5 separate regions of the Mus musculus genome follow, and regions 1, 3, 4 and 5 are each linked to region 2. A link is a contact called in public HiChIP or PLAC-seq and promoter capture Hi-C data. All regions are on one chromosome and are shown on one strand. The core of a region is the stretch at or near the end of the contact, and the rest is flanking DNA. Distances in the headings are between cores, read along the strand shown.

Evidence for each region. Promoter capture Hi-C pulls out the DNA fragments that hold promoters and counts their contacts. HiChIP or PLAC-seq counts read pairs in DNA pulled down with a chosen protein or histone mark.
Region 1: a promoter capture Hi-C map of embryonic stem cells shows a contact between it and region 2, with 6 read pairs. The contact joins the promoter of Kcnq4 here to the promoter of Edn2 in region 2. A contact is called at or near these places in 5 of 39 promoter capture datasets (the 3T3-L1 cell line, embryonic stem cells, hippocampal neurons and 1 more).
Region 3: an H3K4me3 HiChIP or PLAC-seq map of forebrain shows a contact between it and region 2, with 5 times the contacts expected there. The contact joins the enhancer-like site here to the promoter of Edn2 in region 2. A contact is called at or near these places in 4 of 39 promoter capture datasets (hippocampal neurons, liver, pre-B cells and 1 more), 2 of 115 datasets of contacts at active chromatin or transcription factors (forebrain and large pre-B cells) and 2 of 9 other capture datasets (embryonic stem cells and macrophages).
Region 4: a contact with region 2 is called in an H3K4me3 HiChIP or PLAC-seq map of pro-B cells, with 4 times the contacts expected there. The contact joins the promoter of Ppcs here to the promoter of Edn2 in region 2. A contact is called at or near these places in 7 of 39 promoter capture datasets (the SN4741 cell line, cranial neural crest, hippocampal neurons and 3 more), 5 of 115 datasets of contacts at active chromatin or transcription factors (the NIH/3T3 cell line, astrocytes, embryonic forebrain and 2 more) and 1 of 9 other capture datasets (macrophages).
Region 5: a promoter capture Hi-C map of hippocampal neurons shows a contact between it and region 2, with 4 times the contacts expected there. The contact joins the promoter of Frg2f1 here to the promoter of Edn2 in region 2. A contact is called at or near these places in 5 of 39 promoter capture datasets (the 3T3-L1 cell line, 3T3-L1-derived adipocytes, hippocampal neurons and 2 more), 4 of 115 datasets of contacts at active chromatin or transcription factors (astrocytes, differentiating embryonic stem cells, embryonic forebrain and 1 more) and 1 of 9 other capture datasets (adipose tissue).

What each region holds. Positions count from the first base shown.
Region 1 is chr4:120,745,695-120,749,107 of GRCm38.p6, forward strand. Kcnq4 (potassium voltage-gated channel, subfamily Q, member 4) reads right to left here and starts at 1,705. Exons shown (of 14, transcript NM_001081142.3): 1 at 1,166-1,705. The coding sequence starts at 1,482.
Region 2 is chr4:120,159,819-120,163,250 of GRCm38.p6, forward strand. Edn2 (endothelin 2) reads left to right here and starts at 1,388. Exons shown (of 5, transcript NM_007902.3): 1 at 1,388-1,746; 2 at 2,053-2,209. The coding sequence starts at 1,692. All of the region lies in intron 3 of Gm36134 (a long non-coding RNA gene), which reads right to left.
Region 3 is chr4:119,461,442-119,464,664 of GRCm38.p6, forward strand. No RefSeq gene overlaps it. Among named protein-coding and RNA genes, the nearest start is that of Rimkla, 30 kb to the right of the region's middle. Within about 2 kb of position 1,575, at least 147 of the 459 cell types and tissues checked have an H3K27ac peak or open chromatin away from gene starts, as enhancers often do. A contact at or near this core is called in forebrain and pre-B cells, where this site is marked.
Region 4 is chr4:119,420,594-119,423,789 of GRCm38.p6, forward strand. It overlaps Ppcs (phosphopantothenoylcysteine synthetase), which reads right to left and starts at 1,827. Exons shown (of 3, transcript NM_026494.4): 1 at 1,253-1,827; 2 at 987-1,090. The coding sequence starts at 1,760. It overlaps Zmynd12 (zinc finger, MYND domain containing 12), which reads left to right and starts at 2,091. Exons shown (of 8, transcript NM_001014900.2): 1 at 2,091-2,402. The coding sequence starts at 2,293.
Region 5 is chr4:119,537,219-119,540,546 of GRCm38.p6, forward strand. Frg2f1 (FSHD region gene 2 family member 1) reads right to left here and starts at 1,551. Exons shown (of 4, transcript NM_001004178.1): 1 at 1,390-1,551. It overlaps Foxj3 (forkhead box J3), which reads left to right and starts at 2,443. Exons shown (of 13, transcript NM_172699.3): 1 at 2,443-2,627.

The DNA.
Region 1 (3,413 bases), core at 455-2,954, 590 kb after region 2:
AAGTAAGAGGATAGGCCCACAAAGCACGAAGACAGACAGACCAACAGAAAGGCTGTGGGACAGACAGGTAGAGAGATTAACAGACAAGCTAACTCACACACAAAGGGAAACTCAAGTCTTGCATAGGGACAGATTGTCAAGTGACTATCAGGTGGACAAAGCGGGCTGCCCTGGAGACCCTGGAGCAGGCAGTGGTAAGAGCAGCTCATTGTCTCTCCCAGGCACTTCTCAGCATCTCAGCACCAGGCCCAGCCCTTTAACCGATATGGCCTGGGCCTCTCATGTTCCTGGTCCGACCAGGCCTTCCCCCAAGACTGCCTTCCGAGCTGCCAAAATTCACTCTCTACATCCAAGAGGGGTCAGTGTTTTGAAAGTTGTAGGAGCCTGCTGAGAGGAGGAGGGGCCCCACAGCGGCATTGTTTCCAAACATACCCCTCTCTTCTTTCTTTTTCCCCATGCTCAGAGCCAGGCCTAGTACAGCTGGCCAGCAAGGCAGGAGAGCTGGGCCCAGCCTTCAGGGCAAGGCAGGACAGGGCAGGGCAGGCAGGGCAGCCTGCTGCCTTGGGTACTTCGAAGTTGAGGGTGCGGAGCAAGACTAAAGAAGACACGGATAAAGTTGGAAACAGCACACAGGCCTGTCAGAGCCATAGGGACCCTAGACAGCCCTGATCTGGGTACAGCCTGTCTCTGAAGAGAGAAATCTCCAAGGGGACCAGGTGGGAGCACAACATAACTACAGAGCCTGAGGGGAGAAAAATAATGTAGGGGCTAGGGTCTTCTGTGTCTGGGACACAGGGAGGGTGAGGTGAACAAAAGATAAGGAGAGTCCCACTTTAGCGGCTTCGGACTTGGTAAAGCAGAGAAGAGCAAGAAGCTGAATGACGGATCAGAGCAGTGGGGCTCTGCGATCAGGATGAAAGTAAGGAGAGCAGGCAGAAGAGGTTAGACGCCAGGGCAACAGGGGTCAAGGCTGGGAGATCAGGGGTTAGGTCAGGCTGGGAGACCGAAAAGGGGGCACAGGCCCAAGAGGGGAACTGAGTGAGGGTCTGCCCCGGGGCAATAGGATAGAGAGGTGGAGCCAGCGCGGGGTGGCGGTCCCCAAGGAGTCTGGCTCATGCGGGGTCAGAGCCGGGGCACGTCAAGGGGTGCGGGGGCTCCAACTTACATGAAGACGTGGTAGACGAAGGCCCACCCGCGGGGCCGCTCCAGCACGTTGTAGACCCAGTTCTGCAGGCGGCGGTAGCGCTTCTGCGCGGCGGAGGAGCGCTGGCCGCCGCAGGCGGAGCCCGAGCCGGAGCCCGGCCCAGGGAGGGGCGCGCCCGGCGGCAGGGGGCTGCCCAGAAGGCCGAGGCGACGCGGAGAGCCGCCCCCGCCCGCCTCGCCCTGTTCACTCTGCACGGCCGTGAGCGCCACCAACTCCGCGCGGGGGGCGTCCCCGGGCGGGGGGCCCAGGCCGAGGCGGCGCGGGGGGGCCTCGGCCATGGGCGGCGCCGGACGGGGGACCGGGGCGTTGCGGGGCGGGGGCGCGCTCGGGCGGCTCAGAGTCGCATGGCTCGAACCCCGGGCCGGCGAGGCGACCCTGGGCGCGCACGCAGGCGGCGGGGGCTAGGGACCAGGCCGGGTCCGTGCGGGGTCCGGAGGCGGTCGCTCGGAGCCTCGGGGCCGCGGGAGCCCGTACTGACCGCCCGCTTCCCCGGCGACTGGGGCGGCTCTTTCCGACTCCAACTCTCTTATTACGCGCTCCATGCCGCTCGCCTTTCCACCTGCCGCCGGCGCGCCGCTCACATGTCACCCTCCCCCGCCCCGCCCCGCCCCTCCCCCGCCCGCCCCGCGGCCGCCTTCCCAAATCGGGGAGGGAGCGAGAGAGAAGAGCACCGGGAGGGGGACCCGGGTCGGACGCGGCGGAGCAGGGCGCGCGGTCCGCCCAGTCGGTGTGTCCCGGCCCCGAGCGCGTGGCGCGGGCAGCGCGCCGGGCCCCGAGGCCGGGCGTGTACGAGTGGTGTGGCCCTGGTGGCCCGCTCTGGGGAGGGAGGTTGGGACGCCTGGTGAGTGGTTGTGGAAAGTGGAGCGTGGAGTGTGGAGTTGTGGCCGCGGTAGCTCGAGGGACACTTACATTGTAGAGTGGAGGTGTTTGTGTCCAGAGAAGTGCCTACTTGTGAGAGTTGGCTAGCCAGCCGTGGGTCTGCGTGGGTTCAGAGTGAGTGGGTGGATGGATGGATGGATGGGTGGGTGGGTGGGTGGGTGGATAGATAGATGGATGAGAGTACAGAAGAGTGTGCAGAACCGGGCAGTACAGCGCGATGGGTAATGTAAGCGAGGAGGTGTGCCCGTCGGGTCGTGCCCTCGGTTTCTAGTGCAGGGTGTTTAAAATGCGCTGAGGGCCGAGTGAAGTTGGGACAGCAGCTTCCGTTCCTCCTGCTGTTGTTACTTGAAGGGCCCGGTGCCCTACAGCTATCGAGAGATGTGTGGGGTGGTGTAGCTCACAGTTGTGCCCAGATGCGTCTCTCCTCCCGTCTTGTTGATGAAGGAGGAGACCCCAGTTGATCACCCTGAGCAGAGGGGACGCTCCCTCCCTGATTACGTACCTGCCCTCATCTCCCCACTCCATCTCCGCTCCGTGGGATTCACACCCGCCACCCCCTTCTCCCACTCTAGCCCAGAAAAGCTTGTTTAGGGCAGATAGAAGTATAGAAATAAACGTACTAGGGGCCAGTATTAGGGGAACGGACAGAGCACTCCCAAAGGCCTATAGCACCCCACCAGGACTTTCTCTAGGAGCACCCCTCTCCAGCAAAAAGTTCTCGGTGCCTGACCTCCGTCTCCGCTGTGAGCTGTCTGGCCCCTTTTCCCTCGCCCTCCTGACCGTGTACTAGGTGATGATTCGGGTTTGCTGGCCCTCCTTCCTTCTTCCCCAGCCTAAAGCGATGGCCAAACCAGACGCTCCCGCTCCCTCCGCAGGCCCTGCCCCAGGGTGAAGCGCTTCCGCAGCAAACTCTTCTTCACTCCTCGGGGAGGATCTCGGGGGACACAGCTAGCTGGAAGGGGGGGGCGGGCTGCAAGCTCGATTCTCAGCTGTCAGCAAAGGCAGCATTGATCTGCTGAGCGCCAGAGCGGGAGGGCTGGAGGGAGGGCTATGGACCGTGAGGGTGGGTAGGATTCGAAGTTCCCAAGCTACCTTTGGCAGCCTGTACCCCAACCCCTAGCGACCCTTACCCTCCTGCCCAGCTGGGATGCATTCTGGGGTCTGACCTGAATCTCTCCCACTGCTGCTGGTGCTGGGAGTGCGCAGTGCTCCTGCATAGGTCATGCCCTGACCTACTGAGAACTGAAGGTTTCTAGACTTGGGGGCGGGGGGGGGGTGCGCACTATGGTTGCAAGTGCCAGGGCTAGATATAGCTATCTTCTCCCTATAA
Region 2 (3,432 bases), core at 138-2,637:
CCAGGGCTTTAGACCTCAAGAATATAAGGTACGTCTACTACCATGAAACAGGCAGGCCAGGCACAGAGGGGCTGCCAGTACACTGAGGAGCATTCATCTGTCCCTTCCCTTCCCCACAGTGTGTCTTTGCTTTTGCCTCCAGGACTTGTGGGGCAGCCTGGGCATCAGAAGTAGAATGCCCGGACCCAAGAGGCCTTCCTTCTACTTTGCCTTCCTCCTCCTTCTCCTCCTCCTGTTCCTTCCTCCTCCTCCATTTATTCATTATTGTGTGTGCATATTTGTGTGTGTGTATGTGTGTGTGTGTGTGTGTGTGTGTGTGTGTGTGTGAGAGAGAGAGAGAGAGAGAGAGAGAGAGAGAGAGAGAGAGAGAGAGAGAGGTCTGCATGACTGTGGGTGCATGCATGTTGTGGCACACGTGTGGCGGTCAGAGGACAACTTTTAGGTGATAGTTCTCTCCCACCTTGTTGAGGCCAGGTTTCTCCTGTCACCTCTGGGTTAATCCAGGCACCCTGGCCTATAATTATATAGGCAACTCTCCTGTCTCCACTTTTCACCTCCTTGTAGGGATCCTGGGAGTATAGATACACACCACACCCCTGGGTCCCAGGATCAAACTCAGATCATCAGATTTGTGCACTTGGCCCTCTGAGCCACTTTGCCAGCCTCTGGCCTCTCCATTTATTTATTTATTTATTTATTTATTTATTTATTTATTTTTGCATAAAGTTGCCACTGAGGTGACACAAAATATTCTGTTCAGTCCACACTGGGGAACTACTCAGGACACCTTCTGTGTGCCTGTGGAGTATCTTCCTAGAAAGGGCTCAGAAGTGTCTTCTCTATCTCAAGGGGGTACTTGTTTGTCGAGCAGGGAAACTGAGGTCCAAGAGGCTCTCCCTGGCTGAGGCTCTCCCTGGCTGAAGCTATCCCTGGCTGAGGCTCTCCCTGACTGTCGTTGCATAAGTGAGTCGTTTCCAGAAAGGACCAGAATTCCTACTACAGGCTGGGAGCTTGAGAGGGGAGCAGAATTCCTTGGGTAAAATGGGGATGAGGCAGCCTCAGGTGGTCAAAGGTCAGGCATGAGTTGTGCCATTCCTGAGGCCAGTGGTCCTAAAGGGGGCTCTGACGCGCCCAAGGCCATGTAACCTTGAGTGGGCCTTTCACCTCCCACGCATCGAAGGGATATCTCAGCTTGCTTCACCGTGGGCAGGGAGGAGGGTGGCAGATACCCTGTAAAGAGCGAAAGCTTTGCTTTTAGATGAGACCTCCACTCCAAACTTCCAGTTCAGGAGTGCTAGTCAGAGAGTAGGGAGGGGCCGGGTACCACAACTTGGGACTAACTTCAGAACTCAGAGGGGCCTTGGGCCTGCAGGGAGCCTGCAGAGTCCTGAAGGTGTTGCAGAGAAGCGCAGAGGGTGGAGCCCAGCCTTCCACCTCCCTCTCCCCCTCACCGGGAGGCCAGGGCGGGCCAGGCACCCAGGGAGGAGGCGGTGTCCCTGGCTCTCTGCCCAAGGTGCAGCAGCTAAGCAGGCGGGGCTGCACCAGTAGGGGCGGGCGGGCGCCCTGCCTGGTATTATAAGAGGCGGCCAGGGCACCTCAGCAATGAGCTCTCAGCTCGGCTTAGCAGGAGGACACTGGCGACCTGCTCTCCCGGCTCCCTTGGCCCAGCCAAGCACTCTGCCGCTGCTGCTATGGTCTCCGCCTGGTGTTCCATCGCTCTGGCCCTGCTTTTGGCCCTGCATGAAGGTGAGCTGCCCTCTCTCGCGTGTTGCGATCCCAGGGTCTATTCATTGATGTCTCCTCCGGGGGCATGGTGCTTCCTTCCCAAAACCAACTGGGGGCATAGAGCGGTGAGGCCACAGTAGGAGCTACCACTGCAGCGTGCAGGCACAGCGATGGTAGCTGGGGCTTCCCCAGGCTAGCCAGTGGTTCCTGAACACCAAGGGTGCCAACTTCCTTATTGTGCAAGAGGAGGAGCCCTGCGGGTCCCCTAACCCAGACAGGCCAGGTGTCCTGACCTCCTCTCCACCTCTCTCTCTCTCCTGTGTGCAGGGAAGGGCCAGGCAGCTGCCACCCTGGAGCAGCCGGCCTCGGCACCCAAGGGCCGAGGCCCCCACCTGCGTTTTCGTCGATGCTCCTGCAACTCCTGGCTTGACAAGGAATGTGTGTACTTCTGCCACCTGGACATCATCTGGGTGAACACTGCGGGGTAAGCATCCACCAGGACCGTGGGAGAGGGTCGGGGTGAAGGCTTTTGGCTAGCTAGCCACCTCTGCAACTGCCTGTGCTCACCCTGAATCTCAGGATACTGGGAGAGGATCCATAGTAACTACTTATGCATCAACTTCCACGTGGGAGCTATTAGAGTCAGGCAGAGGGCTCCATACCCTTCCAGCCCTCACAACAGCCTGTAGGAAAGTGCTACTAGCTCCATTTTCCAGATCAAAGGATGGAGGCTCAGAGATGTGAGGTGGCCTCTTCAGGATCACACAGGAGAGAAAAAGTTGTAGGTTCCTTTCCAAGTCTAGGGACGCTGGAGCTCAACCACACTTCCCCTGCAGAGAATAACTCCATGCATGACAACATCCATGCCCAGACCAGACCACGCTCTATGCAGAGCACTCCAAGTGCAGCTCCACCCACTGAGCCGCCAGCCTCCCCACAAGGCAGGCATTGCTTGCACACACACACACATACATACACACACACACACACACACACACACACACACACACACACACACAGGACAGACAAGAAGTCTGCCTGGGATACCCAGGCAGGAGCCAGAGCTGGGTTCTGCCTGCCCCATGCTGCCTCCAGGCCCCTGCATACCTCAGGTTGAAGTTTCTGGGTATGTTTGTATTTTTTTTCCCCCTTCTTCAAATTGCATAAGGCAAGAGACGCTGAGAACATAAGCGTGCGTAGAGCTAATCCACATCCAAACGCTGGCTCAGGGCGGGAACCCTGCCAGTGCCTGCGTGTCGGGTCCACCCAGAATCACTGTAGCTCCAACTGCCAGGCCACCTAAAATTAGCTGTTGACCAAAGGTGTTGGGGGGACTAGTCTCAGGGCCCCTACTCTGCCTACCTTGGCCAAACTGGATCAGAAATCAATCCCATTACACACGCACATTCACACACACACAACTCAAAGGTATATTTGTCACACTTCTTCCAACATGTGGGGGACCAACTGTGAGCCGAATGCTTCACTCTGCCAGCTGAACAGGCCCCTTCCTCCTGGCCTAGGTAGGGGGTCCAGAGCTCAGAAGACCAGCCCAGGTTTCACTGGATCTGCAGAGTCCACTCCTTACATTGCCCTGCAGGAGAGCCTAGCAGAGCGGTGTGCAGAGCCATTGATGGAGTGTGCGACCTGATGGCTTAATGTGGGAAGGAGTGGGGTGGTCACCTTCCTGGAGGTGTGACTGGCTGT
Region 3 (3,223 bases), core at 325-2,824, 700 kb before region 2:
TTGTGCGGGGGAAACCCACAGTGGACTCTCCCCAAGGGAGCTTAGCCTAGGTGTTTCCCATAGGGGAGACTGAGTCTCATAATCACTCCCAAATTTCCCAGGCAAAGGAAACAGATTTTTTTTTCTCCATGTGAAAAAAAGAAGCTAGGCAGAATTAGCAGAAAGCCATGTTGGCAAGTAGTCTGCCTGAATTCAAAAGGATCACGCAAGCTTCTCCAGGTCACTGGCTTCCAGGAAAGCCTTCACACACCCTACCTCCCCAGAGCTGAGGCCTTCCTGAGCTTGTACGTGTTTTCCTTCTCCCGTCACCCAGTGGCACTGCTGTGCTGACCCTTGAAGGATACAAACTTCATCTGTGGTGTTTGCCCATCGTTGTGGTACAGAAACCTCTACCGCAGTGGATTCCAAGCTACCCAGTGTGACATCACTGCACCGTGAGGTAGGGAAGGGATACGGACTGGCATCCTATTAGGTCATAGTCCCATCTCACAAATACAAATAACCCAAGAATGCAAAAGACCAGGGAAGGAACTGTGAGATTTTGAGGTTCTTCCTCCTCTTCCTCCTCCTCTTCTTCCTCCTCCTCTTCTCCTGCTCTCCTCCTCCTCTTCTTTCTCATTGGTTTGTTTTCGAGATAGGGTGTCCCTGTGCATTCCTGCCTGGTCTGGAACTTACTATATAGACCAGGCTAGCCTTGAACTCACTGAGATCTGCTTGCCTTTGCTCTGGGTCCTGGGATTAAGTTTAAATTTTGAGTGTTTAGCCGGGCGTGGTGGCACATGCCTTTAATCCCAGCACTCGGGAGGCAGAGGCAGGCGGATCTCTGAGTCTACAGAGTGAGTTCCAGGACAGCCAGGGCTACACAGAGAAACCCTGTCTCGAAAAAAACCAAAAAAAAAAAAAAGGTTTTGAGTGTTTGCTTATTAAACTCAAGCCAGGGTTTTCATCAATTTCTGCCATTGGATGTAGCCCAGGGTGACCTAGAATGCTTAGTCCGGTTGTCTCTTTCTGGGTGCTGGGATCACAGGTGTGGGCTGTCTGGTTTTCTCCACTGCTGGGGATTGAACTCAGGGCTTCACGTATGCTATGTGGGCATTTTAATTACCAACAGAACCACAACAAACTCAGCCTCTATATGAAACATATTGTAGTCACAGACTTACCCAATTTGATCATATCTGGTGACTGTGCTTAGTAACCACCTCACAAGACTCTTGAGTAAGAAGTACCCGCTCTTGTGGGCCAGGACTGGCCAGCTCTCCCATATTTCTGCTCTCTGGGAACTTCCAGGTAAGGCTAGACACAGGAGGCACCTGGCTAGTCTTGCCTTCACAAAAACCTTACCAGTTCTCCGGTCATTCAGGGTCCCTCATCCTCCCTTTATAATAAACCAGATCTTCTTCTACATAGGAGATTCTGGGAGTCAGCAGTGGTTTAGTCTGCTCTGTCTGTTGGTTCCATCTGACCTCAGGCTGTCTTCCCCGCCAAGTCCAGATGGCATTACTGTACTATCAGCTTTCTCGGCTTGGCCCCTCCCCCTCCCACAGTCCTCTCCCCCTCTGTTTGACAGGTTTAATGCAACTCCCTGGCACCTCCTCCCGTCCATGTGATGCAAAGCCAGCAAGTCATAGGACGGAAGAGCCAAGAAAACCAGGTGCTAAATCATGCAAGGTCAGGCTTCCCGGCAGCTCCCAGCTCCCCAGTGTCCCAGGCAGCTTTTCTTCCATGATTTTCCTAAGCCATATACATCCCCCATGGCTTGCATTGATATCCTGCAGAATCTCAAGGATGGATGGAACCTTCCAGAGACATTAAGCCAAACAACAGTCTGCTCTTGCAGCCATTCCCCCTTTGCCCCCCTCTCTCTCCCAGCTGTAGAGCTGCTGTGTGCCAGCTTTTATCCCTTGGCACTCAGCCATGATCCTGGGAAGGCACTGCTTACGAAAGCCAGGCCTGTGGTAAAGTGTTTCCCTTTAAGATGGTGTTTATTGCTCCTACTTATAGCTGACAAAAGATTCGATAAGGTGTGGTGGTTGTGCCTTGGGTCACACAAGTTATCTGGATTGAACCAGATCTGACTCACATTGGTACCATTCACTTTAGTCTGCGTCACCATCCGTAAGTGCACCCAAGAGCTAGAAGTACAAATGGTTGCTATGATACCAACCAAGTCAGTACAGTGAGAATAAAGTGTGCCACCTTCAGAGGTGGCGTTCAGGTGCCCCGTGGGGAGGGAGATGACTATGTTGAACAAAATCCCTTTGAAAGCCACCACAATTTAAGGTGAAATGGTGACAGGAATCAAGGTCAGAGAAAGGATGGCTATGTATGGGAGCGTGAAAAGACTTGTTCCGGGGAATGAAGACAAGTGGTACATGAAAGAAGGGGGGATGGAGTCCTGTGCTGTCTGGGAGAACATTCTGCGTGTTGCCAAACCTGCACTGCTGCAGCCTCTGATGGCCCCTCCCACATCACTTACACACACACACACACACACACACACACACACACTCGCACATATACCCCTTTAAATGTTGCCAAGCTAAGAAATGTAGGAAGGAACAAAGCTTTATATCTTAATGGACACAGTGCGGGGACAAAACAACACCGTCTCAAAGAGAGGTAGCAGGTGCTGCCAAAACACAAGGCCTTTAGAAACCACAGAAATTCCAGGGCTCAGAATAGAAGCCCAGTTTCCAAACCCATCTGGTTCTCATGGGGCAGTTGCCCACTGACGTTGGGCTAGATCAGGAAGGTGGCTGTGTACGGAGGCTTTGGAGGCATAGCCTTGCCGGAGGAAGTGTGTCACTTGGGGTGGGCCTTGAGGTTTCATTTTGAGTATGTTCCGCTTCCTGTCTGCAGTTCCAGGTGTGACTTTTCATCTGCTCGCTGCCAAGCTTCCCTGCTGTGACGGTCCCTCAGGAGCCAGAAGCCCCAAATAAACTCCTCCTTCTCTAAGTTGCGTTGGTCATGATGTTTTATCACAACAATATAAAAGTAACTAAGGCATCTCGTAAGGCAGTGATCTATATGAACCTGGAATTCCTAAGCCAATGGCAATGCCAGGAGTTTTGTTTTTTCCTTTTTTTTCAATAACTCTTTTGTGCATTTTATTTCTATGTGTATGGATGTTTTGTCTGCATGTATATGTGTGCACCACATGCATGCCTGGTGCCTGCTGAAGAGGATCTCCTGGAACTGGAGTTATAGATAGTTGTAAGAT
Region 4 (3,196 bases), core at 577-3,076, 740 kb before region 2:
CTGCAGACTGAAAGCAATGCCAGCAACTGCCAGTGTACTTCTCTTCCACAATAACACTTGGCACACAGTAGGTACTCTGAAATGTGTAACTTAACTATCCCCAAGGCGCCCCTCAGACAATTTCATCAATAAACACTACTTATATCAGCCAACAAATGTCTATGATTTCCCTCATGTTCCAAGACACCAAATCACCTTCAATTTTCAGCGGTGACACTAAGGTGACACTATCCTCCCCTTCTTCTTCCTGAAAGGACAATAACCCCCACTTATCCCTCTGCTTCCTAGTTCCAAAATACTAGGATATTCTGTACAAACAAAACTTTTTACTTTTATTTATTTACTTTGAGATTTATTTACTCTCTCACTGTGCAGCTCTGGCTGGCCTGTAATTCACTAGGTAGACCAGGCTAGCCTTGAAATGAAGAGCCCATCTGTCCCTGGAGGGCTGCAATGAAAGGGAAGATGCTGCTGCATCCAAACAACGTCTTGTCTTTCCTTCCACCTTTGTGTCTCCAGGCTCCACAGGATAAAGTTCAAGGGTCTTAAGGAATACAAAGGTTGTGTATACCAAGAGGCAAGATGCCTCTTCAGCCTTACCAAAGCACTTTGGTTCACAGAACATTACCCAGTTGCAAACTCCAACTTGTAACTCCACTTAGAATAACCTTCCCCACTTGATCAGGCCCTCTGTCCATCTTTTGATGAGTCATCTCCATCACCCTGACACCCCCGTCTCACTACCCCGGGGATCTGACTGCACTTTGTACATACCTCCACTACAGCATTTATCATTCTGATCTGTGATTATGGCTGGTGTCCAGGCCCTCGCTAGACTGTGAGATCCTTGAGGGCAGTGTCTTATTCATCTCTGTATTCCCAGTGCCTAGCTCATACAGAAGGCTGAAAGGCCATCCAGATCAAGAGGAAAGTAACCCAAGATTGGTTAGAGGGGGTCAGATCTCTGGAAGAGAAGAGCCCATCACCTGCAGTGGGCCACCAGATGAGTGGATCTTGTGTTCAGGCATTTCGGAGACAGGAATATAGAAATCTGACACTGCCGCGGCCAGGTAAAACATCGCAGAAGAGCCTGTGAAGATAAACGGAGTATAAGAAATCGGGGAAGGGCATGGAATCTTTTCTTTAACTCGGGTTCCTTGGCTGTGGGGTAGGCAGCAAGCAATAGGGAAAAGAGGCTAGGGAGAACGGCTCTACAGCCAGGAAAACCTTTGGATTTCCTTGGAACATTCACCTAATGGACTGAGAGCCAGGGCAGCAGCCTGCAGCAGATGCAGATAATCCGCCAAAGTGGTAAACTCTACAGCCAGAAAGGTGCCGGCAGCGGCTGCCTCTTGGTAGCTCTGCAATGCTGCAGCAAAGCCCGGGAGCGCATTCTCTTCGGCCTCCAGACTCAGCTTGCCCGACTGGGCTGGGCCAGAAGGCCGAAGGGCTGACAGCCAGGCCTGGGGCGGGAAGCGGTGGGCATAGGGGAAGGCCGAGCGCGCTCGGTACAAGAACAGGACTCCATAGCCGGCAGCCAGGAAGACCTCCGCCGACGCGGCTCCGCGTCGCCCGCTACTGAAGTTGTCCAGAAAGCGCACGGCTCGCGCTTCCAGGGGGACCTTGGTGCCTCCAGATGTGATCAGCACCACCCGCCGGCCCTGCTCGCCCAGCCTGGCCGCAAAGCGAGCCATAACCTCGGCCCAGCGCGCAGCACCCGCAGGACGCGGCAACTCAGCCACCAGGTCCATTTCCGCCATCTGCACTGTAGTCACCCCACGGTAGAACCACAGCGCCCGGGCACGCCGGGCCGCTGGCGCCACGCCCCCTTCCGGATACCTGGGCTGCGCGCAGCCGCAAATAGTGACTATGGTCATTCCCTTTCCTATGTCCGCCAGTAGGTCCTGATCTCGCTAAGGCTCGAAATGCTTGCCTGTTCTGGGAAAGCCCGTCGGGAAGCGTCTAGAGGAAGAACGTATCTAGAAAATCCAGAAAAATTATGCTTCCTGTGGATTTCCTAGTTTGGAAAACGAAATGGTTGTTTTTGACCTATACCGGCCACCGTATAGTTCTCCCCAGGCTCGGGCTACATGGCAGTCAAGTTCTGGCTATTTAACCTTTGAGATTTAGAGTTTGTGCTCTCCCCTCCCCAATTGTCGCAGTCAGTCCCGCCCCTCCCCCTTGCCCTTGAAATCCCGACGTCCGGGCTGGCCCGTGGTTGTCACGTGACACCTCAGCCTTGCGGATGCTAGCCAGGCAACCGTCCTGGAGACCGACGCCGCCGGCCGCACCATGAACGTGATCTACCCGCTGGCGGTGCCCAAGGGGCGCCGGCTCTCCTGTGAGGTGTGCGAAGCCCCGGCCGAGCGGATGTGCACGGCCTGTACAGTCACTTATTACTGGTAGGCCCTGGAACATGGTGCCTGGTGCCTCTGCTCCCTCCCTGTCTCCCAACACGGGTCTGGCCTCGTGTGTCTGTCCTTTGTGGCCTTTCCTGCCAGGGACCCCACAAGTCCAGAGCAGGCTTGAAGACGCGTGTCTAAGACTTCTGTGGCTTCCTCTGCGTCTTCTCCGGCTCTGCTGGGTTTTTTGCCTGATGTTTTGCGGGGCTCCTACTGTTACTGTGTTGCAAACCCTTCCTGGTGCTGAACATAATGGGGCCATTTCTGTAGATCTCTCCTCTCAAAGCTCAAGGAGAACTCTGAAGACAGAGAAGTAGACAAATGATAATTTCAGGGAGAAATGGCAAGTCAAAGGAAATGGGAGGAGAAATTGGGCAGACAGCTTCTCTCAGAGTAGACGATTGGTCTGAAGTTAAGGAGCTAAAGAGCCGGTGTTCTTGCCCTACAAAGGCACAGGTAGGGTTCTTAAGTAGGGAAGACGTGTTCTTCAGGACTAGAAGAAAGACTATTGGCCAGTGCACAGCTAAGGGAGTTTGAATGTAGGAGAGGTAGTAATTCAAGATGCGAGGGGTTTAAATGTATTCGCATTAACACCATCCCCATCCTTTTTTATAAGAGAGTTTCATGTAGTTGGTCTCAAACTCACTATGTAAGCTAAGAATTGAACTTTTGAACATCGTACCCACACCCCTCAAGGGCCGGAGTTGCAAGTATGTGTTGCCATGCCTGGTTTGTGTAGTACTAGAGAGAGAACTCAAGGCACCGTGCATACTAGACAAACTACCAACTAAGTC
Region 5 (3,328 bases), core at 301-2,800, 620 kb before region 2:
AGGAATAGCCATTACAGAGGTAGCCAAAGTGGTTTAGAGCCAAGTCCCTGCTTGTCTTTGTACTTTATCTTCTGGCTGACTCTACTTAAGTGTCTCAGAGAGATTCCTGACTATGGTCTTTTATGATCCTGATCTCCAGGTCAAATCCTGGTGACTCCTGGCTTCAATTTACCCCTCCCACAAACGGAAACAGCTGTATCAGTCTCTCTCTCTCTGTTTTTTGAGACAGGGTTTCTCTGTGTAGCCCTGGCTGTCCTGTAGCTCACTCTGTAGACCAGACTGGCCTTGAACTCAGAAATCCGTCTGCCCCTGCCCCCCAAGTGCTGGGATTAAAGGCGTCTGCCACCACTGCTTGGCTTTGTACCCGTCTCTTTAAGAGCAGCACCCAGGCTGCTTTTTAGTATTCTGTCTCAAGCCTAGGTGGAGGAAGGTGAACTTTGAGATCTGAGAGGCTGGGAAGGCTAGTGTTAATTATGTTCAACTGAGGAGCCACTTGATTGACCAGCCAACCAGGTAATTCTAATTCTCTCTATGAATCTGCGGTAGTCTACCCTTCCCCAGGAAGACTGGCAAGGGGGGTGGTGGGGGTATCCTCTTTGGGACTATGTTCTCCTTGTCATGATGTTATGTAATCAGTTTACTTATGTCTCACTAGACTATGAGTTCTTTGTTTTTGAGACAGAGTCCATGTGGCCCAGGGTGGCCTCAAACTTATCATTCTCTTGCCACAGTTTTCTTAGAGCTGAAGTTATGAGCATGCATCTAGATGAATTATTTTTCTAACTATTTATTGTGGTGTGTGTGTGTACACGTGTATAGCGCACTTACCACAGCATGTGTGTGGAATTGGTTCTTTTCTACTTTACATGGATTCCAGGGATTAGGTTCTGGTTCCAGGCTTGTGGAGTAATCTCCTTTACCTGTTGGGCCATCTTGCTAGCCCCTAGACTGAGTGCTTAAAAATATAAAAGCCCGTGTCTTATTTTCCTGTGTGGTTCTGTCCTAATTTAGGTCATCACCTTGTCCCTGGGTAGTGCCCCCTCTGACTTCCTACCCTGTACTCTAAGCAGAGCATTCACTGTTTAAAGCTCTGGAGAGACTGTCAATAGCCCACAAGATACCCCTCTGTCCTTATCTTTTACCTCTCCCGACCCTCGCTACTTCTAACACTCACAGGGATGTTCTAACCACAATTACATCAAATCCCTTCACTTCTTTCAAACCTCTGATTCAAGTTGCCTTATTATTGTGGCTCACCCAGGCAGCTCTTTTTAAAAGGATTTTCCTTCTAGTGTTCCACACAGCTCTGTCCTGAGTGCTCCTCCCCAATCCCCCAAGGTATCATTCAATGTTTTCTAACATTATTACATAATTCATAATTTTTATCACCTTTCTGCCCATGAGGGAATGATACTTGCCCCTCCACCGGCCTTTTCTGTTCACTGATTAATCTGAAGCACTACAGTAGTGCCTGGTACAATGACTTTTTATGTCTTTGTTGGACAAATGAGTGGATAAACCTTTAGAATTCCCATTGCCAGGAGATGCTTGACAGATGAAAGTGTTCAATGCTCCATGAAGGAATGGAAGGATGGTTTCACACTGTCTTAGCTCAGCAAGGTTGCCAGGGTCAATTCTCTCAGACCTTTGCTTTCTCAATCAACCAAACTCACTGACATCCATCTAACCATCTAATGTCCAAATACTGAGCAACTGCTCTTCACTTGCTGTTCTTGAGGCTGCAGGGAAGAGTACGTGACTTAACGCGGCTTCTGCGCAGCAAATACCTACCAAGTGTAACAGGATAGCACAGATTGTCAACGCTAACAGTTCAGAGGTAGGACCAGGGAAGACCAAAGGGAAAGTCCAAAGTTTACCAGAAGTCTGAACAACCCTACTAAAGGCTCCACCTGTTGATAGTGAGGCCACGACCTGGCCAGCTAACTTGAGATGGAGAGGATGACGCGGCAGGGGTAATGACAAGATGACATGCCTGGGTAGGGAGGGGCCTCGAACCCGGGTTCTTGACATTCCGAAGGACGCGTGTCCCCAAGCAAGGTCCAAAGCGCCCCGGTGGCGGCCGGGAAAATCCGCGCTGGGTGCTTGACGGGGCCGCGCAGAGGCAGAGGCTGGAAGGCGGGGAGGTCACGAGGCGCATTCCTCAGGAGTTGGAATCCCGGGAGTGGGGCCGGGGCCGCCTCGGCCAGCCGCTGTCAAGTCCGAGGCGCAAACACTGCAAGGCGCTCCGCACCGCCCACCGCCGGTTCCCGCTGGCCGCAAGCAGGCAGAGCCGCGGGAGCTCAGAGGCACTACTTGTCCCCGCGGAGGGATCCCTCGCACATCGCGCAGCAACGACGGGGCGGGCCGTGGAGCCGAGGACGCCGGGCCGGGAGCGCTGAGACGTCGCGGGAGGCGGGGGTGGGAGGGAGCGGGTCGGGAAGTAGTTCCGGGTGCGCGGCCCCGGATGTTGGCTGCTCCCGCCGCCGCTGCCGCCGCCGCCGCCACTCTCGGCGCCGCTCCGGGCCTGGGCCGCTCTCTGAGGGCGCCGTTGGGACCTTTCGCGGGGAACGGAGACGCACGCAGCGGCCGGAGGCTCGGCCGGGCCGTCCCGGCCTGCGTAGCCTGAGGTGAGCACGCGTCGCCAGGGTCTCGTCGGGGCTGGGGCGGCGGGCGGGGAGGCGGGGCTGGGGCATCTCCCGGGACGCGGGCGGGGGCTGCCCTGGGCGAGCGGCGCTCGCCGTCCTCGGCGCACGCTCCCTGTGGCCGGCGGTGGGCGCCAGGCTGGGCCGGCCGGGTGGCGGCCCTCCCTCACCCGCGGCGCCACTCCTCAGCTGCCGCTGCCCCTCAGCCCGACGCCGCGCGCGCCCGCCCCTCCCCCAGGTGGGCCCGCGCTGCGGATGCCGGGGCCGCGGAGGACCGCGACAGTCGCGCCCTCGTCGCTCCGTGACCTGCACCTGGTCCGGGCTCGTCCTGTTCCCGGCGCGATGCGGCGTCCCCTCCTCGCCCTCCAGGCGCTATTCTGCCGGGAAGGCGGCCGCTGCCTTGTGGGTCGCGGGTGCCCTGCGGGGCTGAAATGGCTGGGGCGAGGGTCCCACCTTCTCTCCCATCCTGTCCCCGGGCCCTTCTCTGGCATTGGGGGAAAGGCAGCCTTCGCATGCGGACGTGTTGCTGCTGTCCTGCGTGTGTTGCATCCTGCCCACGTGGTAGTGCCCCGTCCCTCCCACTCCCTCCATTTTTTGCAGTTGGTTGAGATGTTTTTTGTTTTTTTTTTTTCCCCCGCCCTGCTTTACTCCCCTCCACCCCGTGATTTCTTCCGGGCAGCGTGGGG